Linked DNA regions of Mus musculus: region 2 is linked to region 1. The links are chromatin contacts, called in public promoter capture Hi-C maps. All regions are on one chromosome and are shown on one strand. The core of a region is the stretch at or near the end of the contact, and the rest is flanking DNA. Distances in the headings are between cores, read along the strand shown.

Evidence for each region. Promoter capture Hi-C pulls out the DNA fragments that hold promoters and counts their contacts.
Region 2: a contact with region 1 is called in a promoter capture Hi-C map of hippocampal neurons, with 3 times the contacts expected there. The contact joins the promoter of Jak1 here to the enhancer-like site in region 1. A contact is called at or near these places in 5 of 39 promoter capture datasets (embryonic stem cells, hippocampal neurons, maxillary cranial neural crest and 1 more) and 3 of 115 datasets of contacts at active chromatin or transcription factors (embryonic forebrain, embryonic midbrain and embryonic stem cells).

The regions. Positions count from the first base shown.
Region 1 is chr4:100,595,470-100,599,838 of GRCm38.p6, reverse strand. No RefSeq gene overlaps it. Among named protein-coding and RNA genes, the nearest start is that of Ube2uos, 70 kb to the right of the region's middle. Within about 2 kb of position 3,083, at least 23 of the 459 cell types and tissues checked have an H3K27ac peak or open chromatin away from gene starts, as enhancers often do. A contact at or near this core is called in hippocampal neurons, where this site is marked.
Region 2 is chr4:101,263,319-101,267,258 of GRCm38.p6, reverse strand. Jak1 (Janus kinase 1) reads left to right here and starts at 1,977. Exons shown (of 25, transcript NM_146145.2): 1 at 1,977-2,217.

The DNA.
Region 1 (4,369 bases), core at 1,834-4,333:
CAAATCCTGGTTCTCTGCAAGTGTTCTTAACCACCAAGCCTTCTCTCCAGCACCACCACCCCCCTTATAAGTATCTAATTTAGTACTTAAAAAGTTGACTTAGTACTCTTTAAAAATATTTATTTAAGAATTATTTGGAGAGGTGGTTTGCAATGTGCATTTCTTGCAAAGGAAAACCCCACCGAGATGCCACTTCATTCTATCAGAACAGCAGTTACCAGAAGGAGGGAAAGTGAGTCTTGGCAGGGAAGTGGAGAAAAGAGAGCCTTTGTGCCCTGTTGGTGGGAGCGTAAGTTAGTGGGATCATGATGGACGGCAGTATAGAGGTTCCCGAAAGCCCCAAACAGAATGGCCATGTGATCCAGTAACCAGTGTCTCAGGGAGCTTTATGTCAAGACAAGTTTATAGGCCATGCTCACTGAGGCATTTATCACATCAGCCAACATACAGCAGCACACACATCCATCTGCTGGTGAATGGGAAAAACATTACAGTGAGAAGAATCCCATCACTGGTGAAAGCATGGATGACCCTGGAGGTCACGGTGCTGGGTGAGATAAGGTGGCGCACAGATAGAAACGTCATGTGGGAGACACATGCAGAATCTAAAACTCCGTTCACAGAAGCAAAAAGTAGGGTAGAAGTCAGCACAGGGGTGTCAGAAAGGTTTGGAGGAGTTGACTGAGGATATAAAATTTCCATCAGATAGAAGGCTAAGTTTGAGAAATTGCATATCCTGGGGAACTGTAGTTAATAACAGCACACTGCACATGCTCAAATGACTGGGAGCATAGGTTAAGTGTCTTCATCACAGAAAGTGACCAGTGGGTGAGAGACTGGGTGTGTTAAGTAGCTTGAAGCACATAGCTCAGGATATATAACTGTAGCAAAGCATCATATTGTACAATGCAAACATATACATTTTATTTGTGAATTAAAAGAGATAAATGAAAATATGCATTTCAGTGGCTTCTAACAGCTGAATCAACAACTTTGGAGGTAGCTGGGGCTGGAGAGCCTATGCTTCAACAAACGTGTGATCTATCGGTAACGCTGAGACATACTGGTCAATGTCCAAACCGGCACGCACTCCTGAACCTTTTGGGGACTTTCAAGCCAAGCACACAGCCTTTCCTCTCCACCTCACTCAGATCGTCATTCATAGAAGAGTTCAGTGTTGATTTTCCATACCGGAGCTTCCGGAGCGCTGCTCTCTGTGCCTTACCCCACCTTTTCCCCCCTGCTTAAAACCCATTTCTCACAGCTCCATGAATGTGCACGATGAACCCTGACCGCCCTCTCCTGCTCCCTGAAAGAAACTGAAATATGGAAAGTACAACTTCCGGGTTTAAATGCAAAGCGGTGCTAAGGCTGTGATGGAGTACGGAGGCCACCGTTCAGTTCAGTTAAAGATTCACTTCTCTTAGCTGTTTCCATTGCAATCCATTGGCCCTGCAGCAGAGCCAAGCACACACTTTCTGTTATTCAGTGTCTTACCTGTGTAATGTCACCGAGCTCCCTGAGCACTTCAGTCCCTTGGCCCTTAGCAACTCAGAACACCGAGTTTTCCTGGAGGTGTCATAAACCTCTGTGCTCACCCTTGCGCTTACCTATACCCATCAAGACTAGTTCCAAAGCAAGTGAGGCCCGGAGCTCATGTGACAGAACACAGGAGGACCATTCTTTCAGAAAACTCCTCCCCACCATACTTGCATAGGCACCCATGGCCCCTGATTTCAGAAGGATACATTTTCTTTCTTCCAGAACAAAGCAAGCATAGCATGAGCACATCACCGTCTGCAGTGCTAGTTTATCCAGTTAGCTCAGATAGCACACACTAGTTTATCCAGTTAGCTCAGATAGCCCTGAGAGTAGAACACGTGTCAATCAAGTTTGGACAGCTAAGAAGGCATCCTGGGAACCAAATGGATGGCCTTCAGGGGCTCTCGGAAGGCACTGTGAGATTAATGCATTCACAGCACGAGAGGTGTAGGCAGAGCAGAAAGGTTTGATCAAGCTGGGAAACACAGAACCAAGCTTTTCTAGGGATGTATGGCTGAACTAAATATCTGATCACTAAACTCATTTAATTTCAAATTCCATACCCTCTCTTAATCCAAATATTTTAATATGCTGATTCTTTTTAAAGTCACTTATTTACTTATTTGTATTCTCATGCATTTATCTGTGTGTGTACGTATGTGTTTGTATGCAGACATGTGTGCCACGGTGCACATGTGAAGTCAGAGACAACTTATGGGACTCAGTTCTCTCCTTCTACCATGAGGATGCTGGGGGTTGAGCTCAGGTCAGCAGGCTCAACAGCCTGAGCCATCTGGCCAGCCCAATCAACACTCCAGCCCTTCCTGCGACTCATTTGATTTTGCATCTTCTTTTTACTCAAAAACAGCAACTTTTCTCTTCCTGTCTTTGAGAAATTTCAATTTACATTTTCCCTTAAGGTTTCCTTGGTTTTTCACTACTTCAGCTCTCTTCAAATTTGACATATGATGGGGGAGGGCGGGGGAGGGAAGACAAGGAACAAGAAAGGATTCTGAGTCAGAGCTCATTGCTTGCAGATTCTCTCAGTGCACTCCCTGAACCATGGTGTGTGTGTGTGTGTGTGTGTGTGTGTGTGTGTGTGTGTGTTCTCACTAGTGCTTGTAAGAGAGGTATTGCATTTCAGGAGAGTGACAAAGACAGGCAGGGTAAGAGGTGAATCGGATTCTCCTTAAAGAGAATTAGCGCCATATTATGCAATTATATAACATGGGGCTTCGGTTATCATTTGTTTCCTTTCACTTTTTCTCCTTTTTTCTCTTCTCTCCCTCTTCCTTAGGTGGCTTTGAATTGCAATAAAGGCTAAACAATCTGTCATTGTAGGTGATCTGCACACAAGCTGCCAAGTTGGCTGCCATGACTAGTCCTAATGTGATCAAAAGCGCTTGTGTTACAAAACCACTGAAAAAAACCTGTTTCTACAGGAAATAGAAATTGATTAAAATCAGGCCTCCCAGAATGCCCTAGCTGATAGGCTGGCAGTCTGCCAGGTCACTAGGCTGGCAGAGGAGGAGGTGAACAGATGCGATGTCCCACATCCCAAGCAAGAGCTGGGGGCTGGGGGTGGGGCACCGCAGGGTACTGTAGAGGCAGCTGTCGGACAGGCGAATCTCCATGAAGTTCCAAGAGCTTGGGCTCTAAACCCAACAGAGGTCCTTTCTCCTGTTAGCTAACCAATCTCTGCAACAGAAACCTCTTCCAGTGAGGTGAATTGTGAGCCTGAGTGATTATTTGGAACTCATTTGCTGCTGTTTGCTGGAAATGGTGTTACTCTATAACGTAACCTGTCCTGGAACTCACTACAAGCCTGTAGCAATCCTCCCGACTCAGCATCCTACATGCTGGAGCTACAGGTAAAAGTAACCAAGCCTAACTGGCAAATGACAAATGGCAAATGGCAGGTGTGGTTATTGTTGTCTCCTCCCCTCCAGTGTGGAACACCCAGGATGCCGGGATACCTCTGTCTGTGCAGCTTCAGGGAGGGTCCACTAGCAGAGGATTTCTGACTGCCCACAGCTTCTTCCAGTTGCACGATGACAAAGCCCACTATTATGGTCTACTTAGACCGCACTGGCTCTGGCTGCAAGAATTGTTAATTACATCAGTTAATCCCCACAGGCCTCTCTGAAGTTATTACCATTCTTATTCTTAGCTACCAGGGTAGGGGCCTGGGTGCAGAGAGGTCCAGTGTACACCCAAGGCTAATGGTGGGTGGGCGAGCCCCAGAACTTAGCTATGTTTGTGGGCTGTTGTGCAGCACGGTAGAGCTGGGCTCTTCCTTGTGGATGGGCAGAAGTCTTGGCCATGTGCCTCCTGGAACCTTAGTGTTAATGCCATGGTGGGAATTTGGTAAACTTGAAGGGCAGACATTGCAGAAGAGGGAGGGGCTGTTCAGGGGTGAAGAGCAGATCGCTGGCAGGAGCGGAGGTAAAAGGGGTTCCTTCAACCCCACTCTCCCCCTACATTCTCTACCTTGTTCCTCTTGAGTTTTCTGGGTAACTTTGGGTTTCATTTTCTTGCTTGTCCCCCCTACCATGTTCTGACATCCTTACTCCCATCTCCCAACACAGCTGATCCCCACCTCCATTCCCCATCCCCACTCCCCAAGCCCCTGGAGTGTTCTCTCCTGCCCTTCTGGCTGGCATTTTCTGGAACCACCAACAGGTGGTGGACTTTACGGATCATCTAACTGCAACTCCTTAGTGAGCAATGCTATTATTTTCTCTGGTTCTGATGTGATATGAAGAAGAGAATGCAGAGGGTGCTTTTCTCCGTTCCTGGTTATGACTGCCATAGCTTCTCATTTGCT
Region 2 (3,940 bases), core at 728-3,227, 670 kb before region 1:
GAGACAGACAGACAGACACACAGACAGTACAATTCATAACAGGTGCATCTGAGCCAAAGTGCTTCAGGTGTTGCTTGCTGGCAGTGTGTGTTGTGACAGTCCTTACAGGTCCAAGTGTGTGTTCAGAACCAAGGCTGCAATGACATAGTTGGACACAATGGGCAGGCATGGCTAGAAATACCTCAGATTCATTATGTTTGATTTTTAAATTATCTTCGGGTTGTTACACATTTTAGAAACCTTTTACTTAATGACAATTTTGTGAGCACCCCACACTAAATCATGAAAAAAACCACAGGTTTGTAACAGGGCCCTAGACCTTAGCACAACGGACTCCATGATGGAAGTGCTATTCAGGGTATAAAACTCACCACGTAGACACTACCACCTGCTAAAAATGAAAACAAAGGCCCAATCCATCAAAGGCCATGGTTCTGGGAAAGTCTCTGAGTGTGCTAACCTTGCTTTTTGGCATCTGTAGCTCTGCGTCTGGCTAACTGTTCTTGTTAACTGAAGTATGTCAACCCAGGGCATGGTTCTTGTGCTTACAAGCTCACCCTGAGAAAGACTCCGGTCTACACTGGGATCCTGAACACCCACTGTAGTTGCTGGTCAGCTAAGAAAGTCTTTCTAAAGGCTTAAGCCCATGTCTGATCAGGTCTTCTCTGGCAAACACCCCACAAGTTTAAGATGCCAGAATGGAAGACACCTGAGAGCTACAGGGTTTTGTTTGTTTATTTTGTTTTTGTGGATAGGATAAGACTGAACAAACCTACTGTGAAAGATTATGATAATGAAAACTCAAAAGCACTGGACACAGATTAGGTAGGAATGGATGTTAATTCTTATTACTCTTTTCCATAGTTTGTTTCTCTCCCCTGCTCCTTTTGGAGCTCTTACACCACAGAACAGAGGCTGGGCCTGAAGAAACTCGTGGAAGCCGGAGGTTTTGTTTCTGGTTAAGTCCTCATGATGGTTAGTATTGTCAGTTTGACTATTAGAATCACCTAGGAGATCAGCTATACCTGTGAGGGATTGTTTAGATTAGGTTACCCCTTGGCCATGCCCTTCAACATTACCTAGATTAGGGTCTCCTAGAAGACTTGCTTTGCGCAGGGATTCTGTAGACTAGTCTATCCCCTTGGCTGTGCCCTTGAGGATTATCTAGATTAGGGTAATGGAGATAAGATCCACTTTATCTGTGGGCAGAACCATTCCATGGACTGTGGTCCTGGATTTAATACCCAGGAGAAAGCTAACACAAGAATTCATCCTCTCTTCTTCCTGAGCATGCGCGCAATGTGACTTTCCACCTCAAGTTTCTGTCATCACGACTTCTCATCATGATGGTCTGTGTTCGCTCCAACTGTACAGGGTAATAAACTCTTTTTTCCTTAAATTACTTTTGTCAAATATTTTATCGCAACAACTGACAAAGTGACTTTCGTTCTTGCTAGGCAAGTCTTTCCAGAACCATCTTCTAGAGTGGCTGGGATGGGGCAGATGTAAACACACAGGGCACGGATAATGCCTCCAAGGGCACAGGTTGCTCCAGAGGGCAAATTCTTATTCCCTGCGTGAGTGATTTCATCGCTCCTCTCCTCTCCTCCCTTCCCCTCCCCTCCCCTCTCCTCCCCTCCCCTCCCCTCCCCTCCCCTCCCCTCTTCTCTTCTCTTCTCTTCTTTTTTTCTTTTTCTTTTTTTTTTGGCGGGGTGGGGGGACAGGTCATTTCACAGAGATCCACCTGTCTCTGCCTCCCGGAGTGTTGGGATTAAAGAAGTGTGCCAGTATGTCCAGTTTGAGTTCAATTCTCACAAGCTACTTGGTAAGCGGAAGCGAGCGGAGACACTTGCTGGAGTGCGAGCCTGGGCAGGCGGGGACTCCAAGGTCCTCAGTCTTGGGTCTTGGCTCTGTCCAATTGTAGGAGCAGCTTCTGACGTCACGGGGGCTGGGCCGTACAAGGGGCGTGATCGTTCAGAGTTGGAGGGGCGGGGCGCCGGTGCGTTTTTAGAGCGCAGGCCGCCGCAGCCGCGGAGTAGCCGGCAGCCGCTGACGCGCCGCGGGGTCCGCGCCCAGCCTCGCTCGTCCTTTCGGTGCCTCTCCTTAGCCGCGGGTGTCCACGCCGGACCCTGCACGGCAGGCTGAGTTGCCTGCCAGACTCCTGACCCAGATCGACCCTGCGCCAAGGAGCCGCGCGGCCCGGCGCACACGGAAGTGGTGAGTGTCCCGGTGGGGAGGTGGAGACCGCCGTGGCCAGCTCGGGGACCGTGAGAGGGGCGCGGAGCCGGGCGGCCGAGCGGCCAGGGCGGCCGGGGCGGGGATTTCCAGGCGGCGGGGCTGCCGGGAGGCGAGGGAGGGCCGCTCCGCTAACAGCGGCCCGCTCCGCCGACATCCTGTTTATGGCCCCGCGGCCTGCGCGCCGACGGCCTCTGGCGCCGCAACAGCCCGGACCGCAGGACTCGCCGAGGGTCGTGGCCCGCGTTCACCCCTGGTCAGCTCTTGCGGGGGTGGGGGACTTTTGGGGTTTGGGTCTGCGTGGGGGCGCGCCCCGGGAACTCCGAACCGCAGCTTGCCGGAATGTAGCATGATGGAGGGCCATGGGTGAAGGGAATGGGGAGAGACGACTATAGGTCCTACCCGAAGGGACCCGATTCATCGAAACTGGGACCAGTGTCTGTGGCTCCCCAACTCCTGGCTCCGGTTCCGCGCGAACGAACGCCCCCGTCGACTCAGAAGCAGTAGGCACCCCTCTGGAGACACTCCCAGGCTCCTAGGATGATGAGTGTTTATGAAGGGAGTTCTTTAGGGAGACTAGACCAGAGGTGTGGTTATCTCCTGGTGCCTGTGTGCCCCCTTCGGAGGTGTATCCTCTGTGATTTCTCGGGAACTAGGACTGGGCCCTAATAGTCTTAATTCATGGCTGTGACCTGTCTTCTGCCTCTGCTTGGATACATCAGTATCCATGCTATTAAAATTCCTCCCCAGTCATAGAGCTCAGTCGCAGGTATTTACGGTAGTATAAAATTACCTTTACTTCTTTCAGGGAAGAAGGCATTAAAAACTTGGGCCGTTAAATAAGTAGAATGCTGAGACAGATAAAATTATCTAGTCTTTGGGTGTTGCCTTCCCCGTTTAAAAAGAAAATGTTTGAGTTACGGGTGGTGTAAAAAACTTTTTTCTTTTTCTTTTTAAATGAACATTTTGCATTGATTAAATTTTTATACCTTCCCTTTCTAAAAACCACATTTTGTGTTGCCTATTGCTTTTGCTTGTGGGGACTCTGATGTTTTCCAAGTACTGGAATTTGGGGCTATGTGGAGCAACTATGATCTTGTTCAAAATGTCAGTCAGTAGTACCCAAGTTGAGAGATCATGTGTGGTTACCAGGTAAAAAATTAGACTTGGGGCCCTGTGTGCAAAGTCATTTCATCCCTGGCTTCAGTTTTCCAACATCTAGGGGATACTTTTTTATTGAGTGATCGGTTTGTTCTCTTGTGCATCATGGTGAAGGTTAATGGAGACTGCAGGCCAGCATTTAGACAGTTCTGGTATAACATGCTTTATAAAATGGAATAAATGCCTCTTCTGTATGGATTGAGATCATGTAGAAAGAAACAGATACATCATCCTAGAGGGAGTGTGAACATTACAAATAGTAATCATAACTTAATTCTAGTATCATATTAACTTGAACTGTATTTCAGTTTGTCTACACTGCTGTACTTTTTAGGGGAGGGAGTTGCTTAGATTTTTTTTGTTATCCTTTACAGTGAATACAGCTAGTTCTGTTTCAGTCCCATTTCACAGCACACAATTTACTGGCTTTGGGAAAAGATGTTAGAAAGAGAATAAATTAGGTATTGGTACAATAGCAAATACATTTCCTAACATATTCTATTTTGTTGTAATTTAGGCAGGTGTTAGTATCAGTCTGTCTTAC